2 separate regions of the Mus musculus genome follow, and region 1 is linked to region 2. Evidence: chromatin contacts called from public HiChIP or PLAC-seq data. All regions are on one chromosome and are shown on one strand. The core of a region is the stretch at or near the end of the contact, and the rest is flanking DNA. Distances in the headings are between cores, read along the strand shown.

Region 1 (3,507 bases), core at 496-2,995, 460 kb after region 2:
CTAGAAGAAACTGTGAGGTTCTGACAATTGGCCCTAGGCCTCAGAAGTGGCAAGAAGTCACCTGTTGCGTGTAATTTTAAGAAACCACAATTCCTCCTTCCCAGGAGCTCAGCCTGCACTCTGACCACTCCCGGCTTAGCTTTGAGATTGGCTGCCATTAGCCTCAATTCCAATTTGCCCATTCCTTCTGGCTAGCTTTGCCAAGCTGCCAACAACTGCCCTGGTTGCTCTCTTTCTCCTCCTGCCCACCTTAGCCCCTCAGATAGAAAACACTAGACAGTTTAGTATTTTAAAACTTGCCAGATAACATAATTGATGGACATAAAAATCTATTCCCCTGAACTTATTAGCTATCCCGGATCAACAATTCAAGGCCACCACAGGTTCTGGTTGCCCTAAGACCTTATATGCTTGTCATGCCTTCTCATTCCAAAACCTGGTCCAAACAGCCCCCTCATTCTCTCATCCCTTCTCTTCCTCCTGAGATCAGAAATCCCACCTTTCCCCCCTCTGCCCAGCAATTCGTTCTCATCTTATTTATTGGCACAATGATAAACCAATTAAAAAATTAACACTTCCCTCTACAGCCGCCAGAACACCACCAAAAATTCTTTGGTGCATTTCTATCTATGAAATCTATGACAAACAATGCCCATCAAAGAGTGGAAAGGTGTACCAATACCACACAGCATCATCCACTTGCTATTGGATTATATTTATACCCTTTCCAAATATCATATGTTCACTCAAGTGTGTCTGCTCTAGCAAAACATCACATGCCCTTTTTCCACTCTGCCTCCAGAAAAAATACCATGTGTCTGTTCTCAGAAAAAAACACCCTCCCATGTGTCTGCTTTAGCAAAAAAAAAAAAAAAAAAAAAAAAAAATCCTCTTATAAGACAGTTTCCAGGAAAAAAATATCACATGCTACAACTGAGTTTCCAAAGAAACTAAAAGTTTCCATTTCCAAGCCTGTACTATGAGGTCATAGGAAACAGGGAAGACAGGAGCTGAAAGGTGTGGCCTGCACTGTGTTGTGGTGTATCTTCACAATGCCAAGGTGACAGTGTCGTGTGTCTGTGTGTCTGTGTGTGTTTGTATGAGGTGTATGTATGTATATATGTATGTATGCATATTTGTAACTATAAGTAGTATGCACCCATGCATCTTTGTGTGTGTCTACTTGAGTACATTCACAAGTACATTATGGACAGAGGAGTGATCACTCAGCCTAGGGAGTGGAAGGCTACGTGATAGCCCAGGTGACGCCTGAGGACTGTTGCCCTGATTTCTTTTCATACCTGATAGGACACAGTCAAAAAGGCTTCCTCCTCAGTCTGGTGGATTCAAACCTCAAGATTCTCTCTGACCTGAACACAGAGTACCTGGAATTCACTAGCCCCTGCCTCCTCCTGCTAATGCTTTCTAGTCTCATCCCACACAAGTTACAATATGCTGGGGCCTCATCCACAAGGCCACAGGGTCCCCACTGCTTCCTGTCACCTATCTGGGTGGTGGATGCTGGCCTGGGGTGAGTCACCCAGACTTCACCCTTGCTGAGTCCTCCTGTCGACAAGCCACAGGTTCCAGCCTCAGTCCCTTCCTGCCCACCTGGAATCAAACGATCACATTGTGCATTTTCCTTTCCAATATGCTCCAAATCCAGTTCTCACAGATGGAGACTTGCCCAGCAGCACATAGATCCGCCTTTGACCAAATAACTGGGCTCTGCATTGGTGCCGTTGTACAGTTTCCTTCATGCACAGCTGTTCCATAGAAAATGTGCCAAATTAGAGCCTAACAGTTTCTTCTTCAGTTTCTCTAAATACATTGAGGTGCTCAAAATGACGGAGGCTGAGAAAGAAATTCACTCATTGTCAGCAAGTGCACTGACTTCACAAACTACCGGTATGAGGGAGTGAGTAGCACCACTGATGACCTCTGGCTATGTCAGTGTGGTGAGAAACTTGTGAACCCTAGAGTGGCAGGCATGATGGGCTAACATGAAGACACATCCTTTGTCTGGCAATGACACTGCCTTCCTGTTCTAGCACCTGAAACACCCTTCAGTCAATAGCCTCACAATATGATAGAATTGTGCTGAGCCCAGGACCTTGTGTAACCATTGACCATCCCAGGCAGCCTCTGGGAGCTTGGAGGCAACCTCCAAGACTCCTCCCACCAGGCTGCAGCTCTGTCTCTAAAAGCATTCACATCCTCTGTTGCCCTTTCCTTGCCCAGGGAACATCAGTTCAGGGTTAAGGCTGAGACCCTGCCCTGCCAACAGTCTAGGGGGTAAAGAAGGATGGGAAACAGGGTTATAGAGAAACTGTGATGGTCAGATCAAGTCCCAATGGCTGCTCAACATGTTTTGCTGGTACACAGCTATGAGGAACAGACATTGCTATCCTGCCCTTCCTACAACTATTCTGCCATAAAATGGCAATGGGGAGAAAGTCTAGAAAGAGATGACTCAGCCAGCACACTCTTGTCTTGAAACTGCAAGGACCTGAGTTTGACTTAGAACCCATGCCAGGCATGATTGCACATTTGTAATCTCAGTACTGGGAAGACAGAGGCAGGAGGATTCCTAGAACTCCCTGAGCAGCAGCCTAGCCTAACTGGTAAGCTCCAGGCCAATGAGAGACACTGTCTTAAAGAAAACAGGTGGAATTCCTTAGGATGATACCTAGGGTTGTCCTTCAGCCTCCACATGAACATACATATGTGCACCTTCATACATATGAACATACACACCCATAAGCATGCAAGTGCACATGCCCACATGTGCACACACAATAAATTAAATTTAGTTAGGCATTAAAAGGGGAGAAAGATGGCAACAGAAGTATTGTCCCAAGTTCTAGAAAATTCTAAGAGACACCAGTATAACCTCACAACCTTCTTCTACTCCCTTTCAAGCTGGGGAATGGGTGTCCCACTTGCACTGTGAGCACATGCCCACACTTGAGATGCAGGCCCAGTGCTTTCTTCCACTTCCTCAGCTCTGCTCAAGGCTAGGATCATTTGGACAACTCTGACTAATCCCAAGGTCCTCTAGACTTATGGGACGATGGGGTGTCCTCCTAAGGTGGTTGTGCCCCCAGAGTGTATCACCTGAGTGTTTTACCTATTTCCTTTACCTGTGGTTGCAGTCCTGCTGAAGGAAGTTTGTCACTGGGGACAGACATTGAGATTAACAAGTCTTGCATTTATAGTTTCTTCTCTCTGCTCCATGACTGTGATTTAAGATGTAAGCTCTCAGCTTCCCATTCCTGGCTCCTTTGTCTCTTCACAAATACTGCTATCATCTGAGCACCAAGGATTCAAACACGTGATTCTGTGGTGCCATTTTATATTCCGGGCACAACAACCTCTGTGCTCAGCATAAGACACTGCAGACTTTGCTGTGTGAAACACATTTATAGGTAACAACAGCCACTCTTGCATCTGGAGGCTTGGCCCTTCCCAGAGTGCTTAGGGGTCAGGAAGCACATGGAGAAGACA
Region 2 (3,650 bases), core at 188-2,687:
CAAGCTGTTTGAAGATAGGGCCATGTTAGAGTTATTCTTTTCACTAGAAGGTCACCAGAAGGTCAGCACAAAGTGGCAAGAGCAATGCTGGTGGTGAGGATGCTGCTGATAGTAGGGATGCTTCTGCTGTTGACGATGCTGATGCTATATGGGGTAATGCTCACAGGTAGGATGCTGTAGATGGTTCTGGGGTGCTGCTGCTTCTGGTGAGGATGCTGGTGGTGGTGAGGATGCTGATGCTGGTGAGGATGTTGATGCTGGTGAGGATGCTGCTTCTGGTGAGGATGCTGCTGGTGGTGAGGATGCTGATGCTGGTGAGGATGCTGATGCTGACAGCATGGCTGGACAGTGGCATCACCACATTCTTCCTCAGAGTCCTCTGTTAATCTAGGCACATCTGCCATTCGTATTCCTAATCTTTAAATCCACTTTCAAAAAAAAGGGGGATCTTTTATTTTCTGGTTTTCCAGGTTGTAATAGTACAGCTCAAGAAATCAGATGGGAGGTTCAGAGCTGTGTAGTGCACAGAGCCATGTCAGCAGTTGCTGGTGTGCTGTCTTTCCTGTTAATTTCTCACTGTGGCGAGTGGCTCTGCCCTTTCCCACACAGTGATGGTTGAGTAAGGTGTGTGCCTAGAAGAAAGTCTCTCCTGCTAAATCTCAGAGAATTCTGGGAATAGTCTCAGTTACGTTATACCTCCCGGTGGTCCTCACCCAGCACTCTAACTGGGCCCTCCATAGGATTGGAAACTTCTCACGCCACAAGTGCCCACCTTGATTTGGAAACGGACTAGAGCGTCTTCTTGATTCTAGGTTGTTAATCTTTAGGTTTTTTCCAGATTACCCAATATTACTCCTGGGAACATCTTGCTATTGATAGGTTGAGATTCAAAACTTCTTGAAGGTAGAAGAGACTGTGGAAACGTCTGTAATTTTAAACTCTGAGTGAAAGAGAAGATGGAAGGAAGAGAACAGCTGGAGCTCTCCTCCACAACCTGCTTGAGTGTCTGACTGTCAGAGGCTCAGTGATTAAAGCAATGGTGGAAGCAGTGGCCAAGGGATGTCTGCCATGCCTGTCCAGTTACATATGATTAATGCTCAGTTATTCTGGAGCATGTGTCAGGGTGGGTCTAGAATAGACCCCCTCCTTTGAGTCACCAAAGAACAAGTCCCCTTCTGGTATTGTCACCTGCCTTTAGGGTTGTAGTTGCCTCCTTTGAGGGCAACAGAGAGTCAAAGCCATTACGTGGGATGAGGGAGTGGGATACTGGGAACCAACATTTTCTGCAATTTTTTTCCCCAGGGTTTCTGATTTGTGCTGTATGTTGGAATGCTCTTTCCTCCTCTTCCCCTTAATTTGAGTCAGAGTGTATACACTGAAAGCAGATTGTCCGTCCCAGCCTGCTGCACAGATGTTGGACGAAGCCTGGTGTCTCTCCCTGGAGCTGTCCAATGTGAGGCGCTAATTAGAGATCCTCTGAGTAGAGCCGTCAGGCTGCATCAGAGAGAGGAAAGGATGCTGCAGGCACATTAATGAGCATTCGGATGAGGGCCCAGCCTCTGGTGTAGTGACCTGACCCGGTGTGCAGACAGTCTCCTGGAGAGGAGCAGCAGAGCCTGCAGCTGACTCCTTCACCTGACTTGTGGGGTATGGCTGGAGGGCTGCTCTCTTGACAGTATTCTTGCTCGCAAGCCCCTCCTCTTCTGACTTATTATTTTCTAAAAGAACAACTGATTGCAGCTTGACTTGCACAAAAACTAAACCATTGAGATGATAGAGTTATGTCATTTTTGAAACAATAACAACGGCAGAAAAAGAATCGAAGAGGTAATGTTGAAACTCCTTCATCAGAAGAAGTAACTTCCAAAAGGTGCAGTGATCTGTTCAAATTCCTTCACAGGAACATGTTTCACCCATGTCAAACATTTCCCAGCTTTCAGCTTGCTGTAGGAAAACTCGCCCCTAACCTTAAGCCTGAGCATCAGGACCTGAATTCAGGTGCCCAGCACTCCTGTAAAATCCAGGCATGATGACACATTCCAAAGAAGAGCAGGAAGAGACAGGAGCACCCTTGAGGATTTCAGGCCAGCTAGCCTTGCCAAATTAATGAGGTCCATGTTCAGTGAGAATTTTGTCTCAAAATACCAAACCAGAGAATAATAGAAGGCACATAATGCTACCTTCTGGTCTCCATATGCACATGTAGATCTGTATACACCCAGCAATAATTTTCTCTGTCTCTGTCTCTGCCTCTGCCTCTGTCTGTCCCTCCTCACTCTCCTGCTCTCATTCACTCCTGATTGGACATTACCACATGCAAGAGTCTAAGCTACTTACATTAATGACATTTATGGCTGCAAACCTCATCCAGAGCTGTTCCCTTTTACTTAGATAGATCATGTGCTCCAAGCATAAAGGCAAAAGATACCAATGAATGCAGTTTGAAAATATGTGTGGGGGTGGGACCATTGGACCTTCCCTACCATCAAGGTAGCTCTCAGTAGGCTTCCAGAACAACCTTCCTTGTTTTGATGATCTCGAAACTGGAATGTACTGTGTATGTCTGTGGAATGTTGGTGAGGTCATTTGTCAGAGTAGAATCATGAGATGCCTAACATTTCATTTCATACCATGCTCAGGTAATGGACCTTCATTGTTCTAGCTACAGAAAGCATAGAGAAGACATGTTCTCCTGGATTCGAGGGGCCATGTCAAGTGGAGAACAAACTAGTAAATAACAGTGCAGTATGTAATAATGTGCTCCAGCAACATTGCAGTATAGGACATCAGTGCATAAATAGTAGGATTTAGACTCACTTCAGTGAATAGTCAGATCTGGGGAAAGAAGTGGCTCCAGACAAGGCACTTGGAATCTCTATTAAAGGGGAGTTGTGTTTACAAGAAAGCTATGCTCTCGAGTCACAGAGAACACTGGCACAAGCAGCTGATTCTGAAATTTCTCCAGAAAAGATGTACACATGGCCACTGTGCACATAAGATTTCTCAACATCAATAGCCACCAGAGGGATGCAATCAAAACAAAACAACCACAAAACACGATGATATGGTACTTCCCAGCCACAAGCATGGCTGGTATAAGTAACTATAGGGATAATAAAATGACAGTGTTGAAGAGACTCCAAACCCAATTCTTTGTTTGATAGAGCCTCAAAAGAAGCTGGCACCTTTTGCACAGTGTTAAATATAATGATACTATGACCCTGTGAATTCATCTCTTAGGCTTATATGCACCAACATTTGTCCATCTTCCAGACTTGGCAGTATACAGTTATTTAATAGCATTATTCAAAGTAGCACAAAGTGGAAGACTAGATGTCCACCATGTGATCTATGAATAAGCAGAATGTGGTAACAATACATGGAGGAGACTCACTCAGCCTAAAACAGGAAGGGGGACCTTGGCACACGCCATGGAGTAGGCCAGATTCAAATGGCTACATGCTATGAGGTTCCATTTACAGAAATGTCTGCAGAGGAACACACTCTCAGGTGCATAAAGTAAAACTGGTTGCCTGGGGGTGATGAGAGAAGAATGGGAACCTGAACAATGTTCTGATGAGGGGATGTTACGAGATTACTTAGTGGTGATGTTTGCACATCTGTGAGCCCACTAAAAACCACAGGATTGT

The links. HiChIP or PLAC-seq counts read pairs in DNA pulled down with a chosen protein or histone mark.
Region 1: an H3K27ac HiChIP or PLAC-seq map of SST interneurons shows a contact between it and region 2, with 9 times the contacts expected there. The contact joins two enhancer-like sites. A contact is called at or near these places in 3 of 484 Hi-C or Micro-C datasets (cortical neurons and ventral hippocampal neurons) and 3 of 115 datasets of contacts at active chromatin or transcription factors (SST interneurons, astrocytes and embryonic stem cells).

Annotation. Positions count from the first base shown.
Region 1 is chr12:117,310,521-117,314,027 of GRCm38.p6, forward strand. The region is part of intron 1 of Gm5441 (predicted gene 5441); the gene reads right to left. Among named protein-coding and RNA genes, the nearest start is that of Gm5441, 25 kb to the right of the region's middle. Within about 2 kb of position 1,746, at least 3 of the 459 cell types and tissues checked have an H3K27ac peak or open chromatin away from gene starts, as enhancers often do. A contact at or near this core is called in SST interneurons, where this site is marked.
Region 2 is chr12:116,854,989-116,858,638 of GRCm38.p6, forward strand. The region is part of intron 5 of Ptprn2 (protein tyrosine phosphatase, receptor type, N polypeptide 2); the gene reads left to right. Among named protein-coding and RNA genes, the nearest start is that of Gm31336, 100 kb to the left of the region's middle. Within about 2 kb of position 1,438, at least 9 of the 459 cell types and tissues checked have an H3K27ac peak or open chromatin away from gene starts, as enhancers often do. A contact at or near this core is called in SST interneurons, where this site is marked.